Regions from separate parts of the Pan troglodytes genome. Here region 2 is linked to region 1. Evidence: chromatin contacts called from public Hi-C data. All regions are on one chromosome and are shown on one strand. The core of a region is the stretch at or near the end of the contact, and the rest is flanking DNA. Distances in the headings are between cores, read along the strand shown. Region 1 has its middle 45 kb from the start of GORASP2. Region 2 holds the start of TLK1 (tousled like kinase 1).

Region 1 (4,200 bases), core at 606-3,105:
GCACTTGAATTATGGTGGCTGGGGGTGGGGTTACAGGAACTTCTCATTTCTTCTCATAAACTTGCATATTGCCAGAATTTTTAAAACCACAATTACTTTTTATTATTTTATTTTACTTTTTTTTTTTTGAGATGGAGTCTTGCTCTGTCACCCAGGCTGGAGTGGAGTGGCGCAATCTCGGCTCACTGCAACCTCCCAGGTTCAAGCAATTCTCCTGTCTCAGCCTCCTGAGTAGCTGGGCTTACAGGCATGTGCCACCACGCCCGGCTCATTTTTGTATTTTTAGTAGAGATGGGGTTTCACCATGCTGGTCAAGCTGGTCTTGAACCTCTGACCTCAGGTGATTCACCTGCCTCGGCCTCCCAAAGTGCTAGCATTACAGGCGTGAGCCACCGTGCCAGGCTTCGAATTGCTTTTTGTTTTTTTGTTTGTTTGTTTGTTTTGAGACGGAGTCTCGCTCTGTCGCCCAGGCTGGAGTACAGTGGCACTATCTCTGCTCACTGCAAGCGCTGCCTGCTGGGTTGACGCCATTCTCCTGCCTCAGCCTCCCAAGTAGCTGGGACTACAGGCGCCCGCCACCACGCCCATCTAATTTTTTGTATTTTTAGTAGAGACGGGGGTTTCATCGTGTTAGCCAGGATGGTCCCGATCTCCTGACCTCGTGATCCATCCGCTTTGGCCTCCCAAAGTGCTGGGGTTACAGGCGTGAGCCACCGCACCCGGCCTGAATTACTTTTTAATCACTAAAAACAATAGGGTTATTTTGATCTAGGGGGTGTGGATGAATGGGAGACTTACAGAGCCAGAAAAAGCCCTGTTCCGGGCCAGGCGCGGTGGCTCACGCCTGTAGTCCCAGCACTTTGGGAGGCCGAGGCAGGCAGATCACGAGGTCGGGAGATCGAGACCATCCTGGTCAACATGGTGAAACCCCGTCTACTAAAAATACAAAAATTGGGCGCGGTGGCAGGTGCCTGTAGTCCCAGCTACTTGGGAGGCTGAGGCAGGAGAATGGCTTGAACCTGGGAGGCGGAGGTTGCAGTGAGCCGACATCATGCCACCGTACTCCAGACTGGCGACAGAGCGAGTCTCTGTCTCAAAAAAAAAAAAAAAAAAAGCCTTGTTCCATCTCTTCTGAAGCCTTTCATTTCAGTCTGTCCAGGACGGCCGCTGCTGCAGGGCCGGGGAAGCGTTTTCCCCAAGCAGCGTCATGACTGGTCAGACTAAGGGAGCTCTCTGCTAACAACCCCCAACACTGTCCCTAGATTAGAATTATCCATGAAATTTCCCTGAATAGACTTGCACTATGACTGATTTGCAATGCTGTGTTGTGTTTGTAAATCAGTTTGGCCAGAACCGTGTAGCTCAGACAGCTATGCTGAAAGAGCCCAGAAACACAATGGCAAGAATCCATGTTGTACCCAGGCGCTGTTTTGGCTTCTAGAGCTCTGGAAACAGTGTTAGCGTCAGGTAGTGAAGTATGCATGGTTCCAACACGTTCACTCGAGATCAGTGGCCAAACAACCTGTGTGCTTCTCGGTGGTGAGGAACAGAACTGCTAGAGGAGCCTCATAAAATCCAGAAGAAACAGATGCCTGTTGTATGAGTCCAGGAGCTCAAAGCTCATTCCGATTTCAATAAACAGTTACTTGCCTTGGTCTCTGTCAAGGTTTTGTTTTTAAAGGGCATGAAACTTTAGAGACTAATTCATTTTCCCAAATTCAGATCTCTCTTAGGTAAGCAGTACAACCTGAGAAAAGAGGACAACCCTCTGGGATCTTTGGCACCGTGACGCTGCCATATTCCAGCAGGGGACAGGTGAGGGTTCACTGTGGCTGAATCGGAAGGAGACAGAAGAAGCAGGGACGAGCCACCGGGCAGGCCTCAGGCCAGGCTCAGGTTCTGAACTTGATCCCGTGGACTGGTGTTACCCGGAGTGAAGAAAACTGTCTTTCCTCCTTTAATACCTATATATTTTATTTTAGCACGTATTGGGGAAAAAATAATAGTTGCATTTGATATGACTAATTTTACGAATTAATTTCAGTGAAAAAAGGGAATGGTTTTAAAGAGAAGTGATGAGTGAGTTCTTAATTCCCTCAGGGGAAGCAGGTGCGCCTGGAGAGCTCAAACCGAAGCCCCTGCTTCACAGGCGGGCGGGCTTTGGGGTAGGAGCTGAATCCACGTAGGTCTGCCTGGTCCCACGCCTCAGTTCTGTCCCCACGCGGCAGGTTCCTGGAACGACATTCACCTTTGTTCAGGAACTCCGGTCTTACCGCCGCCCACGTGGAGTGGGATCAAGCCAAGGGGGCCTCCCGAGCGGAGACCGCAGTGAGCGCCACGGGCCACCAGGTGGCGCCGGGAGCCTGGGGAAGCCGCACCCCGCCAGCGGCCGCGGGGTCTCCGGGCCGCCCTCGCAGGGCCCCTGGGCGGGGCCGGGGCGTCGCGGTGGGGCGCTTTCCGTTCTTTGGAAGAAGGGCTCTGGTCCCCCGCTTTCTTTCCATCTCAGACCCAGTGCGGAAGCGTGGGGGATGAGCCTGGGCGCCTTCACCAAACGGAACCCCCTTTAATCTGATGTGAAGGCAAATCTCTCCACCGGGGGACCCGTTGGGTGCGGCGGAGACACCCTTCGGTGGCTGAGAAACCCTCAGACGCCGTGGAAGCACCAGGGGTCTGAGCGCCCAGTGCGGGAGGTGCGGGGCCGGCTTCCCTCCCCGGGGCTGGAGCCTTCAGGAGCGCCGCCCCCACCCGGCTTCCTCCGAGGGCAGTTCTGGACTCTGGCCTGGCCCCTGGCCGGCCGCTGCCCTTGGCCTCGTCCAATCCACACCCGCGGGGCGGAGGCTCCTGCTGTGCACAAGCCCGGGGCGCCCGGGGTGGGGCGGCTGGGTCTGGGCCCAGGTGTCCCGAATCCAAAAGCATCCCACTGCACTGCCTGTAAATTAGCGATTTCGGATCTAGTGATGAGCAGAGGGGACAGAATAGCCCAGAGGCCGGGTAACTAACATGTGCGGGATCAAGGAAGGCGTTCGTGGGCAGCTACTATTAGGGCTTTGAAGAATGCATAGAGGTTCTCTTAGGTGGTCAAAGTGGAAGGAAGAGGTTCTCTTAGGCAGAGGGAACAGCGTCTGCAAGGACACACAGGAATGTGGCACGTGGTGTGTCCCGGAACTACAAACAGCTCTGGTTGCTGGAATGTGAAAAGTCAAGTATGGAGTGGTAGCAGTTGCCACAGAAGGGGGAGCGGGGCCAGATCGCCAAAGGCCTTGAATGCCATGCTCAGGGGCTTAGACTGCACTGCCCTGGGGAGTTTATAAGGGGGATGTTTTTTGTTCTTGGCAGTGAAGTACCCAGGGAGCTTGCCCCTTACATAGGTCAGTGGTCTGAAAAACCTCCTTTTTGGCAAGCAGGGGCCTTTCGTGAAAGAAAAAAAAAATCATGTGGAACATAGATTCAAAAGCCAGGCCAGTGTGGAGCTGCCGGCAGTTTCCCTGTGAGCAGGAGGGAAAGGCGGGGCATCCCTGAGAAAGGAGCCATAGTCATCCCAGCCGGATGGCGTGGGAGAAATCTCAGGAGTCCATTATCCCCAAAAACTAAAGTCCAGCAAAGTGCTGTGCCACACCTCATCCCCCACCCTCCACCTGCCTGCTGTAGTTGTGGCTGGAGGAGTAACTCACATTTTCCCTGGTCTTGTAGCAGACTGGGAAGAACCAAAAGCTGAATAGGGTGAGAGCATCCTCTTTCTTCTTCAGCTCTTTAGCCAAAGGACTCTTTCAATCCTGAGCTCGGAAAAGCAACCATGGACCAGCACTTCTCAACCCTGGTGGCTTTGAAAAACACTGTTGCCTCCGGATCAGGGACAGCGTTGTGGAGATCCTCCCTCTCAATTCCTTCATTTTATAGATGAAAACAGTGAAATCCAGAAAGGTTAAATGTCTCTCCAACAAGCATACGGCTAGGGGGTGGTAGAGCTGGGTCTATACCTAGTACCCAGGTGGAAATCGGATCCAGGGATTCTTTCAGCAAGCCTGAGACCCGGGCAGGTGTGGGGCGGGGCCGGTGGAGCAGAAACAGACCAGGCTGCAACTGCAGGGCTGCATGGAGGACCTGGGTGCAAGGTCCTCGGGGGACTCGTGGGGGATTCTCAGAACCCAGCCCCCAGGGCTTTTAGTATCTTCATTTTGATCACAATTTAAAATAGCAGTG
Region 2 (4,200 bases), core at 1,264-3,763, 190 kb after region 1:
ATGAAACTACAAACAAAAGTAAAAGCATGCTAAAAGCAAGCATCAACTTCTCTATTTATGAAATACATTTTAAACCGTTCATTTAAAAATTTTCAAGTGCAAAAGAATCACCAGATATACTAAATTTCTAGTCATTTAATAAATAAACTTCTATATTCTAACAATGAAAGCTCAGCGTTGGGATAAGATGAAAGGGGGAAACGTCTGTCAATGTATTCCGCATGTTTAATGGATCCCATAAATCAAAGCTTTCCGTGAATTTTCTAGAGCATATTCATGCCAATCTTTAAGCCTATTGTCACTTTCACACATGCTCACAGGAACAAAATGACAAAGAATGCTATGCCTGAACCACTGGATTCAGGGCACAAAACACTTGATTAACAATTGTCAAGGCTCTGACTAGCAAATATCGACAGATATTTTCAAAATAAAGTACTCGCACCGATTCCTACATAAATCGAAGCTCTTGATTTCTTTAAAACATTCACTAGACTGTTGAACTTCCAGACATTTGAAAATGTGCCTACTATCTCCTCGTGTGCGACAACTAGGAGTGAACAGCCCGTCTACCAACTGCGGATTAATACCGCTAAGCTTTTTCCAGACTAAAGAGCGTTAAAAGACATTCCATGCACATTTATTCATTCCCCATAAATGTGTTTTCTCCCAAATTTCATTTTATGTTGTATACTTAGATACAGCAAGTTGAAATTTTAGTCAAAAGCACGCCGGTGCCTTACAAGCTGTGTAACTGCTACATCTGGTGGCAGCCCACTTGCTTGCAAGAAGCCAGAAAACTTAGAAAACAATTGTAACCGATTTGGTGCGTGTTTGCAATAACCTTTACGCAGATATTTCCCACAAAACCCACGACCCTGTCACAGAAGAACAGTAGCCTACTTGCAGCAGAGAATATAACGCACAAACACGCAGGAAGCAACGGCGAAGGAGAGAAAGTTGCAACCATCTGGAGGGGCGGTTTTAAAAGCCTGCCCACGAGTCAGTCTGTCGTTTAAATTGCTCTAGGGGGCCACACAGGGGATCAAAGTCTGCCCAGATAATTTCAGCGTCTCTCCCCAAAGGAGAAACCCAGCAAGCGAGGGGCATCCTCCAGGTCCCGGGCAGCAAAGCTCGCAAAGTGGGGACCGCCTCTATGGGAGGAGTGCGCGGGAGAAGGGGAGGGGGCTCGAGGACGAAGGCTCCAGCGGGAGGGAAAACCCACCAGAGACCGGAGGCCAGGAGGTTAAGAGTACTGAGTGTACTGGCAAATGGAGCAGAAAAGGGCTCGCGTCTGGGGGGAGGCTTCCCACCCTCGCAGGACTGGCTCCCAGGAACCCCAGGCGAGTCTGTGCGCCTCGCCCCGTCCCCACCAGCGCGCACCCCCTCGTCCGTCTCCTCCGCCACCCGCGAACCACCATCCACAGCCAGGGCACTACCTCCCCAGAGCCGGGGAGCCGGGCGGCCTCGCGTCCACCTCGCCACCATCCCCCACCCCAGGGTCTGGCGGAGAAGCCCCGGGGCGGGGGGGGCGCGGGGGTCCGCGGCGCGGGAGAGGAGGCCCGCGAGCGGGCGCGGGCGCGGCGGTGCTTACCTTCCCTGGGCCTCCCGGATGGCGGCGTGTGATTCAGCAGGGACCTGGCCGCCGCCGCCGAGCCCGGGGTTGGAGACGTGGAGAGCTGGGACCAAGATGGCGGCCCCTCCAAACTTCCACTGCTACTTTGGACACTCATCAAGCTACTTTCTGGGAACCCGACTCCCCCCCTGCGACGGCAGCGGCGGCAACGGCACCGGCACCCGCCTCCGTCATGGCGGGGGCCGCGCTGAGGGCGAGCGAGAGAGCGAGGGCTGGGAGGGGAGAGTCAAGGGGATGGGGGAGGAAACCGAGAAGAGGGGAGGTGGGGAGGAAAGAGGTGAGGGAAGGAGAGGGGACAGGGAGGAGGGAAAGGGGGAGAAGCGAGGGAGCGAGCGGGCGCGCCAGAGGAGAGGAGGAGGAAAGGAGCGCGGCGGCGGAGGCGTCGAGGGGGTGCCCACCCGACAGGGGTCGGAGCGCGGGCGGAGCGCGGGCTGCGCCGGCCGAGGACACTTCCGCGGGCGGAACCTGCCGGCACCTCTGCAGTGCGTCGGCCCCCGGCGTCGCCCGGGAGGCGGCGGCGGCGGGCTGTGGGTGGCGGCTGAGGCGGTGGGGTAACCTCTGCATCAGTTACAGGCGGCGGCGGCGTCACGCGCCGCCTGTGCAAACACTATCGCGAGGCTCCTGCGCCTCCGGTAGCGGCGGCGGCGGCGGCAGCGGCGGCCGCGGGAGCAGGCTTGGGGGAGGGACCTGCCAGGGGCTGGGGGGTGGGGGCATGGGGAAGGAGCGAGCGCGCGAGGGAAGAGACTAGAGCGCCGGGGCGCCCCTGCCGCACCCGCGGATCGCCGCGCGGCGCGGGAGCCCGGGGTTGCCGGACTCGCGTGCGCGGGGGCAGCGTCCCCGCGCCGGCCGGAGGGAGGCGCGCCCCCGCCGCGCCGCTCGGGCTCCAGCGCCGCTGCCACCTGACTCCCCCTGTCTCCCGCGGAAGCGCGCCTCTCTCCTGACCCACACCCAACCCGGGGAGAAATGCTGCTGCTGTCGCTCAGCTGCCGCTTCTCGGGAGTTCAATGTGATCGTTTCTCAAAATGGAACTGAAAAGTTGAGAGTTCCTTCTTTCTTGCTCCTCTGTACTGTGCAGAAAAACGTATGTGCGCCTCCCCGTCTGCAGAATGGGAATAATGACCGAATAAAAGAGCTAGGAAAATAAACATGGGTAGTGGGAGAGTTGGGAAATAAAACTTTCTCGTGTTTTCTAAAAAAGAGTGAAGAATCTTTAATGAGGAAATTGAAAATTACCAGTTTTGTAGACTGTATGGTATAGCAATTCTTTGTTTTAAAACAGTAAGTGGAAAATCTAAATGAAAAATGTGATTACTGAATCACATATTTAGGAAAACTATACAGCGTTCATCTTGCAGGAGGTATGGTTTCTAGAAACTTCTAATTTGTTTCTAGTGTCTCCGCTGAGTCCCGACTACAAAAATCCCAAAATAAATAACAGCATTTGCTAAAATTTATAGATAGAGTGTAGCTTTCTACAGACCCACACAAGTATACTCACACCAGGGATTGGGCTTCTTGTACATAAAAGAGCACTCTAGTTCAGGAAAAGTACAACAAGGTTATTTCTCTCTTTAGAAAACCAAATTGAATAGAGCACTAAAAAGATTATGATATAGCGCTACTGCACAGACAAGAGGAAATGGCATGATTACCAGGGGGACAAAAATGTCGTTTCTATTTTTTATTTTTATGACTTCGCATTTCTCATAGTAATGTTTTGTTCAGATAAACTATCATACTAGAAAAGAACCTTGATTGTCAGTTATCTCCAGAAGTAATTGTAATTGCCTTGTGCTTTAGATACTTCAGTGAGTTTTTAGTCTTGTCTGCTTTTCAAACTTAAGAGGGACATCTCACAACTTTATTGAGGTATAATTGACAAAATAAACTGCACATATTTAAAGTGTACAATTATTGGCCAGGTGCGGGGGCTCACGCCTGTAACCCCAGCACTTTGGGAGGCCGAGGTGGGCGGATCACGAGGTCAGGAGTTTGAGACCAGCCTGGCCAACATGGTGAAACCCCATCTCTACTTAAAATACAAAAATTAGCTGGGTGTAGCAGCACGCACCTGAAGTCCCAGCTACTCGGGAGGCTGAGGCAGGAGAATCGCTTGAACCCGGGAGGCAGAAGTTGCGGTAAGCCTAGATCGCAACATTGCACTCCAGCCTGGGCGACAGAGCGAGACTCCTAGACTCTGTCTCAAAAAAATAAAAATAAAGTGTACAATTTGATAAGTTTTGATGTGTATACATCCCTGAAACCACTTCTACAAGGAAGATGGTGAATGTATCTATCACCCTCCAAAGTTTCCTCTTTGTGGTTCCTCCTCCACTCTACTTCCATTCTCTCCAACCACAGATCTTTCTGTCATATGGGTAGCTTGCCATTTCATAGAATTTTAGATAAATGCAGGCCATAAAGTCAATTTGTACTCTTGTCTGGCTTTGGTTTTGTTTTTTTTGTTTGTTTGTTTTTTGTTTTTTTGAGACAGAGTCTTACTCTGTTTTGCCCAGGCTGGAGTGCCATCTCGGCTCACTGCAGCCTCCGCCTCCCAGGTTCAA

What was found. Hi-C and Micro-C count contacts between places; a contact is called where the count stands out from the background.
Region 2: a contact with region 1 is called in a Hi-C map of stem cell-derived neural progenitor cells, with 6 times the contacts expected there. The contact joins the promoter of TLK1 here to the enhancer-like site in region 1. A contact is called at or near these places in 4 of 7 Hi-C or Micro-C datasets (blood, induced pluripotent stem cells and stem cell-derived neural progenitor cells) and 1 of 1 datasets of contacts at active chromatin or transcription factors (stem cell-derived excitatory neurons).

What each region holds. Positions count from the first base shown.
Region 1 is chr13:73,017,641-73,021,840 of NHGRI_mPanTro3-v2.0_pri, forward strand. No RefSeq gene overlaps it. Among named protein-coding and RNA genes, the nearest start is that of GORASP2, 45 kb to the left of the region's middle. Within about 2 kb of position 1,856, at least 13 of the 24 cell types and tissues checked have an H3K27ac peak or open chromatin away from gene starts, as enhancers often do. A contact at or near this core is called in induced pluripotent stem cells and stem cell-derived neural progenitor cells, where this site is marked.
Region 2 is chr13:73,206,442-73,210,641 of NHGRI_mPanTro3-v2.0_pri, forward strand. It overlaps TLK1 (tousled like kinase 1), which reads right to left and starts at 2,514. Exons shown (of 21, transcript XM_001141231.8): 1 at 1,595-2,514. The coding sequence starts at 1,733.